Linked DNA regions of Mus musculus: all the other regions are linked to region 3. A link is a contact called in public Hi-C data. All regions are on one chromosome and are shown on one strand. Each heading gives the region's core, a stretch centred on a gene start, on an enhancer-like site or on the middle of the called end of the contact. The rest is flanking DNA. Distances are from core to core; before and after follow the strand shown.

What was found. Hi-C and Micro-C count contacts between places; a contact is called where the count stands out from the background.
Region 1: a contact with region 3 is called in a Hi-C map of embryonic stem cells, with 1.6 times the contacts expected there. The contact joins two enhancer-like sites. A contact is called at or near these places in 1 of 15 datasets of contacts at CTCF or cohesin (the NIH/3T3 cell line) and 5 of 484 Hi-C or Micro-C datasets (the HL-1 cell line, embryonic stem cells and liver).
Region 2: a contact with region 3 is called in a Hi-C map of embryonic stem cells, with 2.4 times the contacts expected there. The contact joins two enhancer-like sites. A contact is called at or near these places in 6 of 39 promoter capture datasets (3T3-L1-derived adipocytes, the C10 cell line, frontonasal cranial neural crest and 2 more), 39 of 484 Hi-C or Micro-C datasets (the C2C12 cell line, the HL-1 cell line, MC3T3-E1-derived osteoblasts and 18 more), 2 of 115 datasets of contacts at active chromatin or transcription factors (embryonic stem cells and kidney) and 1 of 9 other capture datasets (embryonic stem cells).

Annotation. Positions count from the first base shown.
Region 1 is chr1:186,509,194-186,512,990 of GRCm38.p6, reverse strand. A730004F24Rik (RIKEN cDNA A730004F24 gene) reads left to right here. Exons shown (of 2, transcript NR_131158.1): 2 at 98-1,153. Among named protein-coding and RNA genes, the nearest start is that of Gm35426, 25 kb to the right of the region's middle. Within about 2 kb of position 2,275, at least 6 of the 459 cell types and tissues checked have an H3K27ac peak or open chromatin away from gene starts, as enhancers often do. A contact at or near this core is called in embryonic stem cells, where this site is marked.
Region 2 is chr1:186,727,477-186,731,372 of GRCm38.p6, reverse strand. The region is part of intron 4 of Rrp15 (ribosomal RNA processing 15 homolog (S. cerevisiae)); the gene reads left to right. Among named protein-coding and RNA genes, the nearest start is that of A430105J06Rik, 19 kb to the left of the region's middle. Within about 2 kb of position 2,427, at least 13 of the 459 cell types and tissues checked have an H3K27ac peak or open chromatin away from gene starts, as enhancers often do. A contact at or near this core is called in embryonic stem cells, where this site is marked.
Region 3 is chr1:186,235,493-186,238,883 of GRCm38.p6, reverse strand. No RefSeq gene overlaps it. Among named protein-coding and RNA genes, the nearest start is that of Gm35201, 99 kb to the right of the region's middle. Within about 2 kb of position 1,938, at least 10 of the 459 cell types and tissues checked have an H3K27ac peak or open chromatin away from gene starts, as enhancers often do. A contact at or near this core is called in embryonic stem cells, where this site is marked.

The sequences.
Region 1 (3,797 bases), core at 1,026-3,525, 270 kb before region 3:
GCAGCAGAGAAATTTCAGTTAATAGCCTGAGGATGAACAGACTATCCTGGCACTCTTGATAAGTTTAGAGTTTAAGTAGGACATTTTTATATTTCAGCATGTTCCAGCCTTCTGGCCAACACTCAACTATCTGTCATGATGGAAGAAAGGGGAGCTGGACCAAGGATAATGAGCTTTGGACTCTACAGAAGAGGCTGTGGGACTCCCCTTCCAGTGTGCCACTTATCTGGCAAGTCCGAGTGACCAACACAAGGAAGGGCTCCACCTTTTCAGAGTGTAGTTTGGTCAACATATGGATTTGTGAGCTTGGAAAAATACAAGTACCACTCACTGCAAAGTCCTGCTGTTCACAGGGATTCCTCAGATATTTTTTGTACTTGTAAAGAAACTTCATATTTATAGTAGAAACCAATAGAAGTTCATTACTTGGGTGACTTGGGTAGGCAATTATACTAAAACGTTAGCTTGTTATCTATAATCTAGATCATAGCGGATGCTGAGACAATATTATATCCACATATTAACAAATGATACAATCTAGAATCACCCAAGAAGAGGGTCTCAATGAGAGATTTTGCCCAGGTGTCCTGTGACCATGTATGTGGGGATTCAACTTGATTACATTAATTGAAGTTGGAAGGTTTTCTTATCGTGGGTTCTAGACTAAGCTTTTGCATGAGGATTTGAGCAAGAAGAAGAGTTCCAAGAAGAGATGTGTATTCCTAATTTTTTTGAATGCTTGGACAACATGGAGAAGTCACACCAGGCTCATGAAGAACTCGATTTTCTGGGCATGGGTCATGGACAGCGGTGTAAGAGTAGAGAAAGCAATGAGTGCAGGTTTGCCCACTTTTATTTCCCCTCAGCTCTGGATTAGCTATGTCTACTGAGCAAATATGTAATGATGTGGCTGGCTGCTTTAAATTCCTGCCTAGACTCTCCCCTGTGATGGACTGTCACCTGAAACTGTGAGGCCAACCAAGACTTTCTTTCTCAAAGTTGGTTTTGTTAGAGTACTTTAGCAATGCTATCTGGAAATGAAATGAAAACAACTACTATGTAAGATATTAGTAATGTCAATTAACCATTACAAAAGCTTTGAAATTGTCACTATCATTATGCTCATTTTAAAAGTAAACCCATATCCATGACTTAGATTTTCTCAATTAGAAATCTGCTTTTCAGTTAACTAGGATTCCTCTTCCCAATGTCCTCTGCACTTAAGACACTCGAGTTGCTTGCACTTCTGTGATGGAATGCCCAATAGTAGCAACTTACAGGAAGATTGATTGTCTCAAACTTTGGAGGATTCAGTTCATCTTGGTGGGGAAGCCACGATAGGGCAGTTTAGTATACATCTTGGATGGCTGGGAAGCAGTGTGAGAAGTGGCCACTCCCAGGAACCCACCTTCACTGACTAACCTCCTCTGACTAGATACGGAAAATCAAAGTTTCTTGACCATCTCAAATACCACCACCAGCCAAGAATTAAGTGTCAAAACCATGAGTCTATAGTGGACATTTCAGGTTCAAGCCATTACAGTGTGGTGGGGCTGGGCTTTGGTCAATGGATGTAGCTGGAAGGATTGGGTGGCAGTTTCAGAGAACTTGACCTAAATAATATTCCTGCTCTACTTCACTTTTAATTACACCAACTCTCACTCTTATCTCCACCGCAACCCCCTCTAAGATCCCAGAAACGGAGATTTGAATCCTAAGGCTCTAGAGACCATGTTGAATCTTGAGGAAGAGGCTCAGCCCTTAGGGCTGCAAAGTTATCCTTGAGACCACCATAAAGCCAAGTATTTAAGCTATTCCCTTAAACAGCACACATTCATATGACAGAGCCATAAAGCTTTCTAGTGTGTAACATGGACCCAATGTTAACAATAGGAGGATATTGTCTAAAAGCACATCAATATTAAATGAAACATCTCAGTTTTCCCATCTGGAGCGGCCCAAGCCCATCACCACTGTGTCAGACTAACCTCAGGGGAAAAGAGCTCTTTTCTCTACAGCACTGGGTGTTTAAGGTAGATGTGCTTGGTCCTTGGAGACAGTGGGCATCCTTTCCAGTTAGTCTGTTCTAATTATGTTTGACTAGGGCAAGTAATGAATTGGTTCTAGACAAGCACATGCAAATGGATGTCAGTCAGAAGGAAGAACTCATGAAGGTCGGTTCAACCTTCATTTTCATTCTTCTAATGCCTGCACAAAGTGGACTAGGAATACCAAAGCTCTTGAAGATTTGCATGAAAATGATCTCCAGCTGCCCTGGCCATTTGTGTGAAGGAAGTGCCCTTGAAGGCCTTGCTATGCGGCTGTGTCTATGTCTATGCAGGAAGCTGCATTGCTGGGGGCTGCATATGCATTCCATCACCCACACAGTTCAGATGGGGGAATCACATGACAGTTCTTTGGCTATTTAAAGTAAGTGTGAGTCTTAATTATCTTCAGAACACTCCAGTGCTATGCAGAGCACTAATCAATAAGACAATAATTGGGTGCTTTCTCACTGCAGATGATGAAGCATGGAGCCTGGGAGACAACTTGACTTCACATGCTACCACTCCAAGAGAATTAATTAAAAAAAAAAAACCAAACCTATTAGGTTCCTAAGAGCTCATCAGAGATACATGATAGTTATAAATATTGATGGTTTCATGTATGGTCAACAGCCATGCACTATACTGGAAAATATCATTTATATAAAAATAAAAACCAAAAAACAACAACGAAAAAATAAACCAAACCAGGGCTAGAGAGATGTTTCATTGGTAACGGTGAATGCTGCCAATCCAGGGAGAGAGAGGGAGGGGGAGAGAGAGAGAGAGAAAGAGAGAGAGAGAGAGAGAGAGAGAGAGAGAGAGAGAGAGAGAGAGAGAGAGAGAGTAAATCAACTTAAGGGGAAAAAAGAATAAATCAAACCAATAAAACAAAGTAATATCAATCTGTATGAGTAGTTATATCAATAAATAAACCAGACTCCTAGGAAGAAAATTCTCAATTTTCAGAGCTTTATAAAGGTTGATCTGAAACAACACCAAGGTATATTATATTTCTCTGTGGGATGGTGACTATCACAAAGAATTGTGTTTTCTAAATTAATTTTTTTGTTGGTGATATCATTCTTATCAAAGTTATATTACAATTTTATGAATAAAATAACTCCAAGGCACAACTACTAGAAGAACCCGAATGACGTAGTCCTGAGTTTGGAATCACACTCAGTGGTTGAGGGCTTGCTGGGAGTGCATGGGCTTTGATATTGTTGTCATAGGAACAGTAGGTGTGAGGGGTGAGGGGTGGAGCAGAGTGGGGGGTTTCGGGAGGGAGGGTGGCGGTTAGGAAACTAGACAGTCCCAGGAGGCGTTTAAAAATATATATTATGTTTAATTTATGTATGTGGGTGTTGTTTTGTTTGTATGTCTGTCTGTGTACTGCATGCATACCTGATGTCCATAGAGGCCAGAAGGGCCAGAAGAGGGCACCAGATCCCTTGGAACTGGAGTTACAGGTGGTCGTGAGCCACCATATGGATGCTGGAAATTAAACCCGGATCCTCTGGAAGACCAGCAGCAGATGCTCTTAACCTGTGAGCCAGCTCTCCAGCCCTGAGGAGAGCTTTGCTTTCATGGCCCTGAATGACTTAAGCCATGAGTTTAGCATCAAACATCTCTGTGTGTTTGTTTTTGTGTCTGAGTGCCTCTGTGCTATGGCTGCATGTGGTGTCTGTATGTGTGATTACCTCTGTGCTGGGGCCGGTATGTGGAATCAAAAGACAACCTGAGAGTCAG
Region 2 (3,896 bases), core at 1,178-3,677, 490 kb before region 3:
AGTACAGCATAGCTTTACAGCCGAGTCACCAGGTACAGCATAGCTTTACAGCCGAGTCACCAGGTACAGCATAGCTTTACAGCCGAGTCACTAAGTACAGCATAGCTTTACAGCCGAGTCACTAAGTACAGCATAGCTTTACAGCCGAGTCACTAAGTACAGCATAGCTTTACAGCCGAGTCACTAAGTACAGCATAGCTTTACAGCCGAGTCACTAAGTACAGCATAGCTTTACAGCCGAGTCACCAGGTACAGCATAGCTTTACAGCCGAGTCACCAGGTACAGCATAGCTTTACAGCCGAGTCACTAAGTACAGCATAGCTTTACAGCCAAGTCACTAAGTACAGCATAGCTTTACAGCCGAGTCACCAGGTACAGCATAGCTTTACAGCCGAGTCACCAGGTACAGTATAGCTTTACAGCCGAGTCACCAGGTACAGCATAGCTTTACAGCCGAGTCACTAGGTACAGTATAGCTTTACAGCCGAGTCACTAGGTACAGCATAGCTTTACAGCCGAGTCACCAGGTACAGCATAGCTTTACAGCCGAGTCACCAGGTACAGTATAGCTTTACAGCCGAGTCACTAAGTACAGCATAGCTTTACAGCCGAGTCACTAGGTACAGCATAGCTTTACAGCCGTCACTAAGTACAGCATAGCTTTACAGCCGAGTCACTAGGTACAGTATAGCTTTACAGCCGAGTCACCAGGTACAGCATAGCTTTACAGCCGAGTCACCAGGTACAGTATAGCTTTACAGCCGAGTCACCAGGTACAGCATAGCTTTACAGCCAAGTCACTAAGTACAGCATAGCTTTACAGCCGAGTCACCAGGTACAGCATAGCTTTACAGCCGAGTCACTAGGTACAGCATAGCTTTACAGCCGAGTCACTAAGTACAGCATAGCTTTACAGCCGAGTCACCAGGTACAGTATAGCTTTACAGCCGAGTCACTAGGTACAGCATAGCTTTACAGCCGAGTCACCAGGTACAGTATAGCTTTACAGCCGAGTCACCAGGTACAGCATAGCTTTACAGCCGAGTCACTAGGTACAGTATAGCTTTACAGCCGAGTCACTAGGTACAGCATAGCTTTACAGCCGTCACTAAGTACAGCATAGCTTTACAGCCGAGTCACCAGGTACAGCATAGCTTTACAGCCGAGTCACTAGGTACAGTATAGCTTTACAGCCGAGTCACCAGGTACAGCATAGCTTTACAGCCGAGTCACTAGGTACAGTATAGCTTTACAGCCGAGTCACCAGGTACAGCATAGCTTTACAGCCGAGTCACCAGGTACAGTATAGCTTTACAGCCGAGTCACCAGGTACAGCATAGCTTTACAGCCGAGTCACCAGGTACAGCATAGCTTTACAGCCAAGTCACTAAGTACAGCATAGCTTTACAGCCGAGTCACCAGGTACAGCATAGCTTTACAGCTGAGTCACTAGGTACAGCGCAGTTCTTGGAGCAGAGGTCCTGAAAGGTCAGAGTGAAGGCAGGCACTTCATGCGCTCATCTGAGGAGACAGCAGCAGCCTCCGCTCAGGGTACTCACTTGTCCTGTGTATACTTAGCTGCTCATTCGGTTATGTGCATTCCATTTCATATTGAGAACGTTGCCCGTGTATTGGGGAGGGTGGTGGTGTCGGCTTTGCGTGTCTGCCTACACACCTGCCTTACTACTTTTTGAGACTAGGTCTCTCTTTGAATCTGGATTTGCCTAAACTGTTTCCCCATAATTCTCTGGAATCATCCATGTGGCTTCTTTCTTAGGCCTTGGACTATAGGTGCCCTGAAATCAGGCTTGTGTGTTAGATGGGGTAGGTGTTGCTAACCAGGAAAGAACCAGATTGTGGAGGGAGATGGAAAGTTGGAATATCTTACCTTTTACTCTGATATGATGAGAAGTATAAACAACGGATTTACAGTAGGGAGACTCACTACGGACAGTTTGACTTTGGGAGGCAGTATGTGCTCCCAGTTGTAATCAGTAATAAGTTAGTCGACAGAACAAGTCAGACTGGGGTGGGGAGGGAAGTGTTTTCTAGTTATAGGAACCTGTAAGGCTGCAGCTTGGGGGAGGTGTGTGTGTGTTTGTGTGTGTGTATATGGTGTCCTAGGGTTTCATTGCTTTAAGCAGATACCATGACTGTGGCACAGCTCTTATAAAGGACATTTAATTGGGGCTGGCTCACAGTTTCAGAGGTTTAATCCATTACCATGGTGGGAAACATGGCAGTGTCCAGGCAGACATAGTGCTAGAGTAGGAGCTGAGAGTTCTACATCTTGATTGGAAAGTAGCAGGAGACTGTCTTCCACCGTGGGTGGAGCTTAAGCATGGGAGACCTTAAAGCCTGCCCCCACAGTGTCACACTTCCTCCAACAAGGCCACACCTACTCTAAAAGGCTACACCTCGTAATAGTGCCACTCCCATGGGCCAAGCATTCAGACACGTGAGTCTATGGGGCCATTCCTATTTGAACTCTGTATGTGGTAAGGCTGCTTGTGGCAGGAGCTGATGGACTCTGGGAGTCTCAGTGAGGCCACTGAATCTTTTGGTGCAAGACAGCTGCATATCGAGTCAGGCAGGATGAAGTGTCTTAGGATGTGTTTCTAGTGAGTAAATTGAAATTTCGTGATCTAGAGATCTGCTTCTCTGTAGGCCTAGGCCTTCCCCAGGACCAGGTCAGTGGTGCCTCACATGGGCACATGTGTGGTGCCCGAGGGGGAGCAGTGAGTGTCTGCGCTTACCGCTGACACGGCTTCACGTGTAAGGATGAGATGGTGGGTTCTTTCACTGCAGATTTAAGGCTGTGAAAATGAGCTAGGTTATTTTATTTAAAAATTGTAAAAAAAAAAGTTTATTCTTAAAAATTGTAATTATTTCTTCTTTTCTCCAAAAGCCAGTTAAACTCCAGCTAGTTTTGTGAAATTCAGCTCTTTCCCCAAGGCAGGCAGGAGTGCATGTGCTGTGTTTTAAATCTGAGTTTCAAAGGAGACTGTCCGTCGCTGTTAGGAAATTGTTGCTGTATGTGACTTCTACTCTTAATTACAGACTTTCTGCAAGATTTTCATTTATTAGTAATTGCACTATGTCAGTTCCAGATTTGCTGCAATTAAGCCACAGTGATAATTTTACAGGGGGTGGGGGGCGAGTTTTAGCACAGGACAGAAATTTCTAGAATCACTGCAACAAATTTCAGTGTACATTTGTATAGAAAAAGTAATTTCTTTTTTTTTGAGACAGGGCTGTTTATTTTTCATGATTTTGTGGTGTGAAGTCTTTGAACGTTGAGCAGAGACAGTGGCCCTGGGGATTGCTTACTGTGGCCCTTAAATGGCAGCCCTGTAGCACAGCCAGGTGTTCAGTGCAGTGTGAGGAAACAGGCTTCCTTGGTGTCTTGCTGCCAGGCCAGGCCTTTTTAGGTACGTTTAAATTGTCCTGTCTAGTGCTTAGACCTGTGCCCCAGAAGAAAGCCCCGAAGGGAGGTCACACGGGTCGGTTTCAGGTGGCCTCAGAATTGTAGGGCATTTCCAGTTGCTCTGGAAGGAGCCTGGGGAGGGCAGAGAAAGGTGCAGTCCTTAGACAGTGCGGACTGGGAAGATATGCAAGTGGAATGTGTGGAGTGCCAGCTTTGTAAACAACAGCTTAATATTTGTTTACTGCAAATACTTTAGTAGTAGAGTTTAGACAAAGCAAGATTCTAAGCTTGAAACCAAGGAACAGGGTCCTCCACTCTACTACGAATGGGAAGAGTTTAAGGGCAGTTCCTCACTGTAGTTAGTCACTTAACACCGTGTAGTTACGGGGTAGGGTACTGAAAACAAAACAAAACAAAAGCCCATCACTGTTTCTTAAAGAAACAAGGTGGTTTTGAAGAATTAATAAT
Region 3 (3,391 bases), core at 689-3,188:
AGGGAGGAGGAGAAAGAAATGGAGGAGGGAGAGGAACAGGAAGAAAAGGAGGGAGAGGAGGAGGGGGAAGAAGAGGAAGAAAAAGAGGGCAGTCCCTTTCAAATGGATAGTATCAAAACACATGCCAAAATAAAAGCCCAAACCAAAGCACAATAAAGGAAGAGGATGAAGGGTGAAGAGGAAGAGGAGGAACCCTGCCAGAGCCCTGGCAAAAACTACATTTTCACAGGTTAGCAAGAAAACAAAACACTTTTCATTCATGCCTCAAATCTGTGATCCAGCCAGGAAGGAGGCAGAGATTTTAGACAGTGAAGAGCAGTGGTGGTCTGAGGGTGGTGGGGTCAGAAGCCTTGGGGAGGGCAGCTATGGTGCGATGGGGCAAGGGCTTGAGCCTGTGGAGCCCCTCCTCAGAGGACTCTGCTGCTGGCCATCTCTGCTTCTCATCTTTTGATTGAAATGCATATTTTCCTACCCATCAAGATTTATAGTTCTCCGCCGACAGCTTCCCTGGAACAAGTCTTGCTTTTTAATTTCACAATGCACATATAAGACTGTGGTGTGCCCATAAAGACATTCCCAGATTGTGCCTATAAAAGGCAGTTTTCAGGAGTCAAGAATAGAAATGCAGGACCCAGGATGTGGACTCACAGCGGGACCCCAGCCATCTCCAGCGGAAGGTCAAACCAGTGAAATACACATCGCCAGGTTCTGACAACCATATCATTACAGAAGTTTTGAGAAAAATAGGACTGTCATTGATTGTTATTTTTTTCTTTCTGGCTCACTGGATCCCCTGTATGGCTTCATCCACCAGCTGTGACCCCAAGACATATTTTTCTTCATTTTCCCATAATTGCTAGACCCAGGGACTCTGTGACATTTGCTACACTAAGCAGTGAAGGCTTATGAGGGATTTTAGGAGAAATCTTGCTTTCATAACTCCAAGTCTAACAGTTGGTTTAAATTTCCAAACAATCCCTTTCAAACGGATAGTATCAAAACACATGCAAAAAATAAAAGCCCCAAACAAAGCACAATAAATTATTTCACTGCTAAGGTATTGGATTTCAAAGGGAGACAAGAGTGCACGCAAGGCTATTACAGTGGACTCTACTGGATCTTTGGGAATTGCTGTCAGATATTGATAAAACAGAGAGACTGTAGGAGATCAGATAAAAGAGGAATGATTGCGTTTGGGGGAACGACGTGAGCTACATGGCCAGCAGAGATTTAAGGAGTAAGCTAATAGCAATCCACAGAACAGAGCTGGATCTGGTCCCCCATGTTAACCGCATTACAACCTCTCAGCATCTGTAATTTTTTTTTCATAGTGCATTTTCCTTCTTTCAGAATTTGCAAAATACGTTGTTTAATAGGTTTAGCATGTCAGTCAGTAATTTTGTGCCCAGGCAGTGCAAAGGATTCAAGTTTATTAAAACAAAAAAAAAATGGAGTGGGATTTTGGGAATGCTGTTCTTCTCCTCCTAACCCAGCCAAACGCAGTCATGCTAATTCCAAGTCCAGATATACCATAGACAATGGCAGCCTCTGTGCTTCAGGGCCCATGCCGGAGAGAGCACACACCCTTGTACCCCATCTTTGCTCTCCCACCTTTAGCATCCCTCCACCCCGAAGAGTCATTGTCTACTGCGCCCATTATTCAACAGTCACCAAACAAAATGGCTGGGGAGAAAGGGTTTCCCCATAAATGACTTTCTGAAGGGAACACATCAAGCACGGATTAAAGAACACTCATAGTGAAGCAAAAAAAAAATGGAGAATAAAATTAATAACCCAAGGCCAGTTGTGACAGTAACTTGCAAGTTGAGCAGCGCTTGCCCGTTCTCCATGGTCAAGGTGGCTGAGCACACCTGGGCCTGAGAGATGCTTTGTGATGTCATTTTATGAAGGTAAACTGAACTCCTCCCAGCTATGTAGGTTCCTCTCAATCATGCAGATGTTATTTTGTGACTTAACTCCAGGGGTTGAGCCTGCCCCAGTTGCAAGCTCTCCTTTGTTCCTTTTAGAGTTGTCAGCACTTGCCCCAGTGAAGCAATTAAAACTTCCAAAAAGGAAGACAAAGAAGAAAGGATAGCAGATGTCAGCGTCCTTGTGCTGATGAGGTACCCTTAGCCTGTTAATTAACAGCGCTCATCCTGACCATTTCCTATCTTAGGATCTCCTGCAACAGACTTGTGTCTCGGGTTGGGGCATGAGCGTCTCAATTAGCAGCTGGTTGTTTTTTCATTAGAAGCCTTTTCTATTTCTGTGGGCAATATCAAGTTAAAAAGCAACTCTTAGGTGCAAACCAACCCCACCTAGCTACCCCAACCCCACCTCCATCTCCATCTCCATCTCCACAGCGGCTTGCTGTGCAGTCTTTATGTGGTAGGGGATAAACAGAGTTCACAGGCTTCTCCTCTCAGTTCATTATGTCTGACATCTGTAGCAGCTCTGTGTGTCCTTCCTGTTTATGTGGTCCGCCTTCCAAGGGCTTTAGGACACACCCAGGTCCTCCCAGTTGAGGTTCAAAAGGAATGAAATATATACAGCCTAACTGTATTTTCTTACTGGTGATGGTTTAGGACGTGTGTTAATTTTTAAAATTTACTTGGTCATATATGGTCTTGCGAATTCACTGGAACTAAAAAGAATAGCTGACTGTAGTCATAAATTTTGGGGGGGAATTCACGTCTGTTGGCACTTGTCAACAAATATCCTGGGGACAGATTTTTGAATTAGTTTCAATCTTGATTACAGTCTACACAATGAACAAAACATATTTCCACACAATGGCAAATCGTACTTGAAAATGATGCTGTTTTAGTTTGAAAATGAAAAAAAAAAAGATTTTTTAACAAAAGTTACCCCACTGGTGTTACAGAGGGGACCAAATGGGACTAGAAAGGATTAGGTTCCTCTGTAGGGCAAGTAACATTTTTATCTGGTCGAGTTTAGGTTGCATGATGGCAGGGATCTGAATAAGATGACCCCTGAGTTCAAGTGGCCTGCTGTCCAATGGTGGTTTCTTGTAGCTAGCTCCCCGTGGTTTCTTCCTGGTGTATCTCATCATATCTCAATTCTTAAGGAGAGAATAATCCAGCAGTGTGGTTCAGTGAAGGTTCTCTGAGGTCAGACAGCCTAGCTGCAGTTCTCAACAGATCTTTTGCACCTGTGTGACCCTATGAAGTTGTTCAACCTTCCTAAACCTCAGCTTACTCATTAAAAAAAAGAAATCATAACACTATTAATTCCATCATTATGATTGTGGTCAAACTGAGGTAGTATGAATCACCGATGATATAGCACCAATGGTATAATTAATATTTGACTGATTTTTTTTCTGTTTTTAAAGATTTAAGAAAACCTATAAAGCACTATTGCTGAGCAA